Linked DNA regions of Sus scrofa: regions 2, 3 and 4 are each linked to region 1. The links are chromatin contacts, called in public HiChIP or PLAC-seq maps. All regions are on one chromosome and are shown on one strand. Each heading gives the region's core, a stretch centred on a gene start, on an enhancer-like site or on the middle of the called end of the contact. The rest is flanking DNA. Distances are from core to core; before and after follow the strand shown.

Region 1 (2,700 bases), core at 140-2,639:
CCAGGAGAATGCCACTGTCGGTCTTCACCACAATTAGCAATTGTCAGGCCAGGGGCAGTGACTGGGTGGGTGTCGTTCCCTATGTGGCGGGTTCCGTATGTCACAATCCACTGCCTGCTCCTGCCAGAGGCAGAGGAGAGTAGAGGGGTCCCGGGACCTCAGTTCCTTTTCTGCCTGGTCCTGTCTATCCCACCACTTACATATAGGCCCCTTCTGCTTGGGACATGTCCTGTTATATGTCTAGTGGAATTCCTGTGGCCTGGTGAAATGGAAAGAGGAGTGCTCGCCACTTGCCACCTGGTGGCCTTTGGCTTCTGTTTCTCCATCTTTAAAACAGGGGAGGAGGTAGGAACCAGACCAGATAAGCTCAAAGATCCCTCCCAGGGTTCCAGTTCCCTTGTGAAGTGAAGCCTGGTCCTGACTCCTGTGTGCAGGTGCTGAGGGAAGGAAGTTAAAGGTGATCGGTGGGGGTCTGGAGAAAGCCTCCCCAGTTCCCCTGTAATTTCCCCCAAGCGGAGGTTCTGTTGAAGTGGATTAGGGCAGAGACTTGGGAGTCATTACTCGGCAGGGCATGATGCCAGGGAGCAGGGGCTTCCCTCACGTCCCTGACCACAGCAGGACCACCTTTAAGGAGGAAGTGGGTTAAGGTGGGACACATGTGTGCTGCCCAGCGCTGTCCACAAAGGGAGCAGTTGTGTTAGCAGGTGGAGCTGTGTCTCATCTCCCAATGCCAGGGAAGAAGAAGGTGGGCTGCTGGGGTGAGTGCGAGCACCTTTAACCAGGAGGCCTGGCTCCCCACTCTGATGGCATCACGCTGCAGCTGTCATGCTCTTCCTCTGAGCCTCAGTTTCTACATCTGTCAGATGGCTGCTGCTGTAAATCCCTGTCCTGCTAGCTGGATTGGGACTGGGAAAACATCAGCTACTGCAAAAGAAGGGGCCATACTTCTGGCATCCCTATCCACATGTGTGTTTGTTTATGGGTGTGTATATGAATGAACATCCCCAGGGTTGTCCCATCATGACATCGTGGACACAGACTTGCTGAAAGTACTGAGTCCTTCCATCTGAGACGGCCAACGAGAGGACTGAACTAGAAAGCTGGTGGCCTTGAGAGGAACAGGCTTAAGAACTGCTGAATGGAGTCCTGTCATATTTGGGGGGAGGGGGAGAGCCGTGTGGATCAGAGGTGAGTCACCGTGCATGAGCGCTGGGGAGTCACCTTGAACCTGAGCCAAAAAAGTAGAAATACTGGGACTTGGGTTTATCTGCGTTACATCAGGTACATCAAGTTCTGGATGGCCGCCCACTGGCCAGAGACCTGAGGTGGACGGCTCTCCCTTGCTGCCCTGGGAAGGCTTTCTGCTGGCTGCGGCCCCGCTGAGCAAAGTCCGCTTGTTCAGTGGAGTTCACACAGACTCCTTGCCAGGCCTGCCCAGAATCCTGTCTCCTCTGACTTCCTGTGCTCTTGCATAATATTTCCTTGCTTCTTGAATGGCTGCCCCCGGTGCGGGGGCAGCTCCCTGACGCGGCTGGACGGAGAGCAGGATGTGGAGGGAGGGCAGGGATGTGCAGACGTCACCCAGGGGTGCCTGGGCCCCCAGGGAGGAGGGCGGTGCTCCCCAGATTGCTTGGAGGGAGATTTTAGCATAGGGGTGGTTAGGGAGACGATGCAAGCACATGTGTGCATACACACACCGCCCCCAAACACACATACACACACAGCCCAGACCCCATAAGTTGTCTCTCCCGTAAAATTATGTTTAGGGTAGTTGTTTTCTTCTGATGGTAGAAAGTATACACGTTCCCTGTGAAAAGTTATGCTATAGGAAGGCATCGAGTAAAAATAAAAGTCACCAGAATTCCACCATCCAGAGATAACCACTGTTAACACTTTGGGGAACATAACTTTCTTCCGTACAGCAAATATGGACATGTAATTACAGATTATAATCCTACTCTGTGCTCTCGTAAAAATGCATTTTCTATACAGTGACCTATCAGTATTCTCTCTTGCTCTAAACAAGACATAGATTTAATACAGCTGCGTGTAGTTCCACTTAACAGATGATCATAATGCAACTCCTATTCATTCCCGTTCAACTTCAGAAAACAAGCTCTCACCAGGCCAGAGATGTTCTCGAACTTGGAAAGCAGCATCTCTGCCTACGCCTGACCAATGCGGTAGCTCTGGTGTCCCAGAAATAAGTACAGATGAAAAGCTTTTGCACCCATGTAGGCCTTTCTGGAGGCTCAGAGTAATTCACGTGATGACATAGAGGAGGGCGGTCAGGGCCGGCCTGGGCGTCCTCTTTGGGGAAGATCATCTCCCAGTGTGTGTCTGCTTTGAGCCAGGAGCCACTAGCCAGAAGAACAAGTTTTTCAGAAGAACGGGTTTTTCTTCAGTCCTGTCTTCCTGTGCCCAAGAATTCAAATAAGCTTCATTTTAAATCTTAATTGGGGATCACCCTCTTGAAATTTTGTCACCGTGTGTACCTTTTAAAAGGCACCCTTCCTTCTTTACACAGTCTTGTATTTATGATATGGAAAACGTGAGTGCATCTATAGTGCCCTTCAGATTTGTAGCAGGTGGAAGATAAAGCCAGATTTTTTTAGCTGAAATAAATATGCTGTCGCTACCATGTTTCTGTCCCATCCCTGAAAGCTGGATATGTTTACGGTTGTTCCACCGGGAACCCAG
Region 2 (2,797 bases), core at 269-2,768, 190 kb before region 1:
TTAATGTAAAAAATGGCATTTCCTTCTACATCCTTTTGCTTTGAATCTATCTGAATCTTTATTATTTAATGTATTTTTCTTGTAGATAACATATACATGGGATGGGTCTTATTTGTTGTTTCTTAATCCACTCTGACAGTTTCTGTCTTTTATTTGGTGTATATAGTGCATTATGTGTGAAATGATTATCAGGATCAGTGGCATAATAGCTACCATTTTGTAACCATTTTTTTGTTTGTTACATTTGTTCTCTTTTCCTCCCCCACCCTTTTTGTTGCTTTTTTACTAAAAAGAAAAATTGCCAATTGTAAGGTGCATCTTAACTTCAAAATTGTTAACATAAAGAAAAGGAAAGATGTTCTAGGACTTATGAACCATGGTCATAATACCCCCTTCATAAGGAGTTTGTTGGGCTTACCTAGGGCCATGCATCAAAGCACTTCACAAGGTATTTGGTGTGGTGGTGAGCACTAGATATTAACCATTTCCATAATTACTGTATTGGTCCTACTGAATTACTTCATAGACCTCACAGCTGACCTGGACACCCCACTTCCATCACTGCATCTCAGCTGAGAATAATTGCCCTAAATAGACAGACATATGGTTATGGGCTGAGGTTTTTTTTTTTTTTTTTTTTTGTATATGTGGTCACTTATGCAAATAGGCTCACTTGGCCTGTTTGATCTGCAGTCCACAGTTAATCATAGAACTCTGAAGTCAGACAGCCCCATACTTGAATCCCAGACTCATCTGGGATTACAGACAAGGAATTTCTTAACCTCATTACCAATGACACACTTAGAGATGAGAAATTTCTTAACCTCTCTAAGTCCCAGTGTCCTTACCTACAAAATGTTTATATTACTACCTTCCTTGAAGAAGATGGTAAGGACCCAGCAGGTGCCCACATCATGACTATTATTATTATCAATTGTCATCGCATCTCTCTTTCTAAATAAGATGCTTACTGTGCCTCAGTATACCTTTTTGAGCTGGAAACTCTAGGCAAGACTTAATGGGTGTGTAGAAGGATTTAAACATTAGCAGAGGAGATGTCTTGAATCATAAGAACAAATCTCTTCAGGTAGATTTGGCAGTGGGGAAAGGAGGCAGGGCTACTTCCTAGCATGCTTCACATAGGGAGTTCCCTCTCAGCCCTGGGGAAGGTCATCTCTAGGGCAAAAAGGGATTCCTGACTGGTGCAGGCATCAGGGACAACGTGATGGTAGCCACCCTTCTCACATCCATCATAAAACAATAGATCCTGATGGAACACCAGCTGCATATTCTTTGGTCCTGCTGTAGTGGGGATCCCAGGCAGGTGATTGTGCTTCATCTCTGCAGTTTTCTCCTCAGCAATATTCTAGGTAATGCTAGTTATTCATTTTCCTTTACTTCCTTATTTTTCTCTTGTATTTTTGTTTCCTGAATTTGCAGTTCTTATTTAATGAGAATGAATCACTGCCTCTGTCTTCACTCCCCAGACATATTTGTAATATCTGAACAATACCAAGCTGGGCCTTTGGACCCAGATGGGCAGGAGAAGTGCCTGCACAGAAGAATCCCATAGTGCTTGGCTCTGTTTTACAGTGGTGGTGGGTATGTTGGACAGCATCAAACTAAATATGGGAAAAGCTAGTTCTGTCTAAAGGAAATTTCTGTGTCTGCCTTAAGGATCAGAGCAGTATTATTTCACAAGTTGTCAACTGCCCAAAGCAGAATAAAGTTTTCAAGCTCAGCTAGTTACCTTGGACTTTCACCCCCAACCTTGTACACTTTCTCAAACAATCCTGTTCCCAGCCTCTGCTTCCCATCCTTGCCAGGTTCCTATGAGGTGTAGTGGAGGTGTGTGCTGTTGATGAGAGTCTGAACACCTAACTTAGTTGTCACATAAGAAATGCACACCTCATTAGATCCCAACTCCTGGTGAGAAATGGCCACCAGTGTGTCTTGTTTAGAGACCTGAGGCCCTGAGCACATGGCTGGAAGAAGAAGCTGAGGGGTGTAAGGAATCCAGAAATGCCACCTTTCTGCAGATGCCATGGAATTCCCCAGTGGGCATCCTTTATTAGCGAAGGCGCCTTTGTTTACCTACATTTGACCATCAATGGGAGGTATAGCCTTGCATGCATGAGGCCAGATTTGGGAGCTATCTATATGTGCTTTAGCACTGACTTCAAAGCTCCCAAGATCTGTTCATGTGTTTGTCTGAATTATAAATCAGTGTTTTCGATGGAAGCAAGATACAGAACTATATTTAGAGCCAACTTGGAATCAGACACAGGCTCCTTTGCCCCTCTGTAATTAGCACCCCATCATAGAGGGTACCCTGGGGAGTCCATCTCAGAGAGCGTTTTCCCATTGTTTGCCTTCTTTTCTTTTATCTTTGTATGTAAGTCTTCATCTTTGTTTGTCTTTTCAACATAAGGCAAATAAAATTCCTTACTATTAGGAACCAAAGGCCTAAAGTTACACAGAGAGAGAACTTGCTGTATAATAGTAACAGGGGCAGGAGAATCAGGGTGAGATTTTCCCCAAAAGGTGAATGAGTGAGCCTTCATCCACCTGGCGGCTTATGGGATTTCAGAATGTGAGTAGGGTGTACTCCTTGCTTGGTCCCGAAATGGTTCACGCCTGTTAGTTTTGTCTCCCCAATTAAATCATTAGCCTTGGAGGTCCAGGAACATGATCTGTCCTCCCCTCGGATCCTCCAAGGTGCCTAGCGCAGGGCTATGTAGGAGGTAAGCCTGCTTCAGGGAGGATATCCCTGTTTGGCAGGTGGGCACGTTTCTGC
Region 3 (2,771 bases), core at 74-2,573, 240 kb before region 1:
CGGTTGGGTGTGGTACTGGCTGGATGGGGGCCCTTCCTCTATATTTATCTTCTTTATAAGCCAATTATACTCTTGGTACAGTTTTGAGAAAAGAAAATGGAAGAGGCTACATAGCATTTAACATTCTTTTTGAAAAAACACACTGGCAGCAATTGCCAAATTACTGAAGTTCCCAGACGAGGGAGCGAATGTTGTGTCTTGGCAAAGTGGGATGGGGAATTTTTAGTGTGATATTTGAATAAAGGAAATCTAAACTAGGGGAAAGAAAAGCTGCCCCTGATCGGATCACTGTACAATGAAGAGCTGTATAAAAACCATTTGTCCTCACCGCATGTTTACTTACCAATGGGCAGGATACCTTGCAGGCCAACAGTTCAAACTACTGTTAGCTCCCAAGCCTTGTGGGAACTTAAAGGGAACCGGCTTTGGAAATGGCTGGAAAACTGCTTCGGCTCACAAATACTGATGCCTCTCAAGTGTTCCCCAGTACTCGTCTCGGTCCTGGGTGATAGGGTGTTAAATGTCTGGAAAGATGAAATGAAGGCATAGTGATAACATTCCCCCCTTCCAAACATATACCCTCACCCTCAACGCTCTGTCCAGATCATTCCCTGTAACATTCTTGTTCTGTTACATCAAACTTCCAGGCTTAGCCATGCTTTATAATGATAAACAAAGCTCTACCGACTCCAAACATTGGATTGACAAAAATAGACAGTTTGTTTTGATTTGCTTTTGAAATGCTGATTTCCTTTTTGAATTTTCCTCCTCTTCATTGCAGGAACTGCCAATGTCTTCAAGTCTGGGGACCTCGATCTTACTCATCAACATTTGCAAGGCCAGCATGGCTCCTGGCTTTTAGGTCAGATTCAGAAAGTGTCTTTCAAGTGCCATTTTTTTCTTCCAGTTCCTCAGGCATCCTATCTGCTGTTCACAGGCATTTTAGTGTGGTAGTAAGGTCACCGCCTTGGTTTCAATCCCATCTCCATTTTAGCTGGCTGTGTGATTTTGGTTAAGCGGCCTAACTTCACGTTGAAGATGACAATAGTTGATAAGGCTACTTTTGAGGATTCAGTGAATGAATAATGTGAAGTCTTATACCAGGCTAGGATATTTATTACTGTTCTCTTCAAGTTTGCCATTTCTTGCTCTCCCACCTTCTACCAGTTTCTCCGTGCCTCTTACACCTTCCCTTCTGGAGAGCAGCAGTTCCAGGGAGCTTGGAAACCAGTTTTCAGCTCTGCCACTGCTTCCTTTTCATCCTCGCCCTCGCCTCCGCAGAGCCTCAGGTCCCCATGCTGATGTTCCAAGAGACTGTTGCTAAATAAACAACAGTCTTATGAGTCACAGTGAATTTAAAAAAAAAAAAAATGAACAGAAGGCCTGACATCTCCAAATTCTGCCACTGGGCTTGCGACACGACATAGAAGCCAAGCGTAATGTGAAGGACGTCCCAAGGGACTCTTCCCTGAGTCCCAGTCGTATCCCCACAGACATGGAAATGATGCCCGTGCCCTCCTCAGACTGCTTACCTGGCTGTAGGAAGAAAGACCTCCTCAAATAAACCTCCACCCAGGCTGTCCCTTTTGTCTCTACTGATCATGTTTCTTTGGCTGTACGATGGGTTCGTTCATGTTAAATTTTTTTTTAAACAATAGATAAATAATACCAGCTTCGCTCCCAGGGTCTAAGTTGCATCTCTGGATTAGTTCAGCTTTCCTCTTTAAAGTATCTCTTTCCTTATTTATTATTGATTCAAGAAATAGTTAAGGATGGCAGTCCTGACTGCCTTGATTAGACCCTATGTCTCTGCTTGATAGTTCCCTCTGTGGCTCCTGTTCACTGCTGACATCAGAGGAAGAGGTTTGGGGTCCCAACCACCATCTCCTATCATTAGGGTTCTTGATGGGTCTCCACGGCAGAGCCTAGCTTGCTTCATCTTCCACTTGAATTGGTTGTGCTTCTGGGCTTTTAGGCTTACAAGCTGGTGTCATTTCTAAGATGGCCATTTTTTTAACCTCTTGAGGCTAGGACATCTGATCTGGGCTGATATTTCAGGAAAGTCTGACTTCTTCACCACATCTGGAAGCTCCCTGAGGGCAGGTCCTGTGTCTCGGGCATCTGAGCCTCACACAGAGTCTGGCTTTCAGTGGTGGCCCAGGGAATACGAACTGAGCTGAATGAGGATTTATCTGGAAGGACTAGGGAGTTACAGGCATTTCAGGGAGAGGTTTCCATGGGAAAGAAGGCAGGTGGGAAGCAGGAAATACCAGGCGTGAACTTTAATTCGACTGCAATTTAGTTACATACGAGAGTAATCGCAGGGCAGACAGGTGGCTGTGCGCTTCGAATACCTTTGAACAGTGTTGTCTCTTCTGGCTTCAGGTTAGAATCACAGGGGCTACTTTACAAACATACCCCCTAGTGGCCTCACTCCCTATTCGGTTATAACCAAATCCGTGTGGGTGGGGCCCTGGCAGGTTGAGAAGCACTGATTTAGGGCTTCTAGGGACAATCACAGACTGTGGTGAGAATCCCACACTGAGAGGCCCCGCTTACTATAAATCACTAACGATTGGAGAAATGGCAGAATCTGCCTCTATGTTTTCCAAGCTGTGGTTGAGAATTCTAGAGTGAACCTAGAAAGAATTGGGTAAAAAAAAAAAAAAAAAAAAAAAAAAATTGTGAAAGAGATCTGTGGATGACACAGCAGAATTAACAATAGGGACTAGTAAAAATCAGGGCAGGCAGTGCTACAGACTTTTGAAGAC
Region 4 (2,777 bases), core at 142-2,641, 160 kb before region 1:
GAGTGGCCCTTCTATGCTGACAGAATGCTGGCTGGATTTGAACTGCAAGTCGCTGGGCCCAAAAAAGGCAAGATCAGCCGCCCTTGCCTTCTAAGGACAGTCGCAGTGTCCTGTTTGTCCCTCCGGTATAGAACTTACACTTACCATCCCACGTAGTCTGGACATGGGTCCACCTCTCTCTCCAGACCCATCCTTGAGGACAGGGACTGTGTCCTCTCTTGCATCCTCAAGGCCAAGCACGAAGGCAGACCCCAAGTGGCAAGTCAGTAAATATCATGGAACATTATGCCGCAGGGCCAAGTAGGATGTATTAGGAGTTGCAATGATGCCATTAATTAGACTGTCATTAGAAGGGGCTTAATACAGGTGCTGCCTATTTTCCCATCCAGACCCTGAGCAGACCTTGGGTGCCAGGCACTTTGCAGAGCTCTGGGGACCAGGCTTGTGTGTGAACACAAAGAGGTTAGTTCTCATGGAGTTCGTGGTAGGGAAACTGTAAACTCAAGGACATATACAAGCCAATAATTGCAAATCGTGATCATTGCTGCGAAGGAAATAACTGACGAGACTGGGATTAAAGGAGGGGTTGGAGGTGTTGCTCCTTCCTTTACCGTGGGATGGTGGGGTGCTTTAGACAGGGTGGCCGAGAAAGAGACATCTTTGAGGAAAGGGGATGGAGGCAGTGGATTGGAATGGGACAAGGAGTCTGTTCTCCGGAGAGAGGGAACAGCAATGTGGCAAAGGTCTCAAGGCAGGAACGTGCCCAGGGATCTTGAGGAACCGTCAGACACCCCTGCGGCTGGACAGAGGGGAAGGTGGCACTAACTGAGAGGGTGGAGGGTCAGCCTGGGGCCAGAGTAAGGTGCTTGGATGCTGTTCTGACTGCCTTGGGGGTTGCTGGTTGGCAGAGGGTTCTTCCTGAGTATAACCAGAGAAGGGATTAGGAGATGCAAGAGAACATTAGATTGCCGCTGCCTCTGATGGTTCTGGCCCTCAGGGTCCTTAATAATAACATGTTTTAGTAGTTCTTATGTTATCTGAGAATAAGGTCATTTGGCTGCCAAGGGCCATGACCCACAGATTCACTTCTATACTCTTTCATCCATTTGACCAACAGGTATTGCAAAGCTAGGCTGCATCAGGTGCTGGGGGAGTGGGCCAGTATGAAAGACACATACCCCAGGGGGCCTGTGTGAGACATCGAGGCAGGAGACAGTCCCACACATCTGGGAACCACCCACCCACCCCAGGTCTGGATTTTGAGGGGATGTGATAAGGGAGGAGATGACAAGGCGAGGCTGGTGATGAGAGAGTCCACAAAGGGTCTCTTGTGCCATGGAAGGAAGCAAGTTCATGGGGCGCCACTGAAAAACGCAAGGAGGAGGAGAACATCATCTGATTTATATATTGTGTAACACATCTCCTGGCAGAAGTTTGCCCCAGCATGTAAAAGGGAAGCATTTGGTGTGCAACAGCCATGATTGCAAGTTCAAGCTTCATGGGCTTCAGCTGCCTTGGCCTCCCAGGATCTGAGATGAGAAGGGTCCTTGGGGATTAATTCCTCCAGCCACAGTATCTCGTATTTGAGGACAAGTAAAGATGAGAGACACAGTTGTCTTGAGGTCACCATTGTCCTTGGTTCTGGGCTGTGCAGTGAACCCCACAGAGCCATTTCAGAGAGCCAGTTGACTGATGGACTGGAGAGGAATAGGGGGACTGGGTGTAAGTGTCATGATGGTCAGGGCAGCTCATCCCACTTCCTGGGGACACAGGTCAAGACCTGTTTCCCATCAGTGGAGGTCAGGGTATTCTCCATGAGTATTCAGAATAAGAATTTGCTTTCATTACCTCGGATTAAAAAAAAAAAAGTAATTGGAGAATCATGCCCTCAGATACATTATTCTGCAGTGATTCCAAGTCCAAGAGCCAGGTACAGCCCCAGGCTATTTATTTTGGCTGTGAACAGGCATGCTGTTTTACACCTCAGGTTTCCAGCTGTCTGGGGTAGTAGCTGGGAGCCTGCTCTCTTCAGACAAGGGGTCATCTCTTTGGTCAAAACAGTAGTGTCTAGCTTATCAGTTACATCTTATAACTATGTTGCTATCAGTGGAAAAGCAACTACCACTCCAAGAGCAACAACTATGTTTGCGATCCTACCAAAGGACAAGCGTGTGGATACAGTGCTTTTTTTTTCCTTCCCCAAGCAACATAGCAAAGTGATTACAAACATGGGAGTTGATGTCAGGTAGCACCCACTTTGTCACTCACCACCAATGTGTTCTGGGCCAGGTCAGTCACCCCTGGGAACCCTCTTCTTCCACTTTAAAATGGGGAGAATAATTGTCTTACCAGATCCTAGGCTCTTTGTGAGATTAGATGAGATATGGCATATAAAAGATTTAACCCTAAGCCTGGTATACAAAAAAAAAAAAAAAAAAAAAGGCATTTGGAAAAAAAAAAAATGGTCGTTATGAGTTTGTTCCTAAATGATTAGACGTTTCCTATGAAAAGACTTGGAGAAGTCTTTCTCTGCACACCAGCCCAGAGTGAAATATTCTCATGGATGGTCAGGTATCGACACTGCATTGGAGCATTGTCTTGGCTCTGAAAGCAGAGTGTGCTTTTCTCTTTGCTGGAGAGGCAGGAGGTGCAGTCTCCTAGGCTTCTTGCTTGCCGTCCTATCTGGCGTAGGGTCATGTTTGAGCGACATGGCCCTCCTGGGAGTAACAGGAGGTGCTGCCGCAGAGAAAGCTGGGATGAAGGATAACAGCAAATCA

Evidence for each region. HiChIP or PLAC-seq counts read pairs in DNA pulled down with a chosen protein or histone mark.
Region 2: an H3K27ac HiChIP or PLAC-seq map of alveolar macrophages shows a contact between it and region 1. The contact joins two enhancer-like sites. A contact is called at or near these places in 2 of 2 datasets of contacts at active chromatin or transcription factors (alveolar macrophages and skeletal muscle).
Region 3: a contact with region 1 is called in an H3K27ac HiChIP or PLAC-seq map of alveolar macrophages. The contact joins two enhancer-like sites. A contact is called at or near these places in 2 of 47 Hi-C or Micro-C datasets (liver and skeletal muscle) and 2 of 2 datasets of contacts at active chromatin or transcription factors (alveolar macrophages and skeletal muscle).
Region 4: an H3K27ac HiChIP or PLAC-seq map of alveolar macrophages shows a contact between it and region 1. The contact joins two enhancer-like sites. A contact is called at or near these places in 1 of 47 Hi-C or Micro-C datasets (skeletal muscle) and 1 of 2 datasets of contacts at active chromatin or transcription factors (alveolar macrophages).

What each region holds. Positions count from the first base shown.
Region 1 is chr3:94,234,605-94,237,304 of Sscrofa11.1, reverse strand. All of the region lies in intron 1 of EPAS1 (endothelial PAS domain protein 1), which reads left to right. Among named protein-coding and RNA genes, the nearest start is that of EPAS1, 18 kb to the left of the region's middle. Within about 2 kb of position 1,389, at least 42 of the 83 cell types and tissues checked have an H3K27ac peak or open chromatin away from gene starts, as enhancers often do. A contact at or near this core is called in alveolar macrophages, where this site is marked.
Region 2 is chr3:94,420,627-94,423,423 of Sscrofa11.1, reverse strand. The region is part of intron 12 of PRKCE (protein kinase C epsilon type); the gene reads left to right. Among named protein-coding and RNA genes, the nearest start is that of EPAS1, 170 kb to the right of the region's middle. Within about 2 kb of position 1,518, at least 1 of the 83 cell types and tissues checked has an H3K27ac peak or open chromatin away from gene starts, as enhancers often do. A contact at or near this core is called in alveolar macrophages, where this site is marked.
Region 3 is chr3:94,479,128-94,481,898 of Sscrofa11.1, reverse strand. The region is part of intron 11 of PRKCE (protein kinase C epsilon type); the gene reads left to right. Among named protein-coding and RNA genes, the nearest start is that of EPAS1, 230 kb to the right of the region's middle. Within about 2 kb of position 1,323, at least 7 of the 83 cell types and tissues checked have an H3K27ac peak or open chromatin away from gene starts, as enhancers often do. A contact at or near this core is called in alveolar macrophages, where this site is marked.
Region 4 is chr3:94,397,840-94,400,616 of Sscrofa11.1, reverse strand. All of the region lies in intron 12 of PRKCE (protein kinase C epsilon type), which reads left to right. Among named protein-coding and RNA genes, the nearest start is that of EPAS1, 150 kb to the right of the region's middle. Within about 2 kb of position 1,391, at least 2 of the 83 cell types and tissues checked have an H3K27ac peak or open chromatin away from gene starts, as enhancers often do. A contact at or near this core is called in alveolar macrophages, where this site is marked.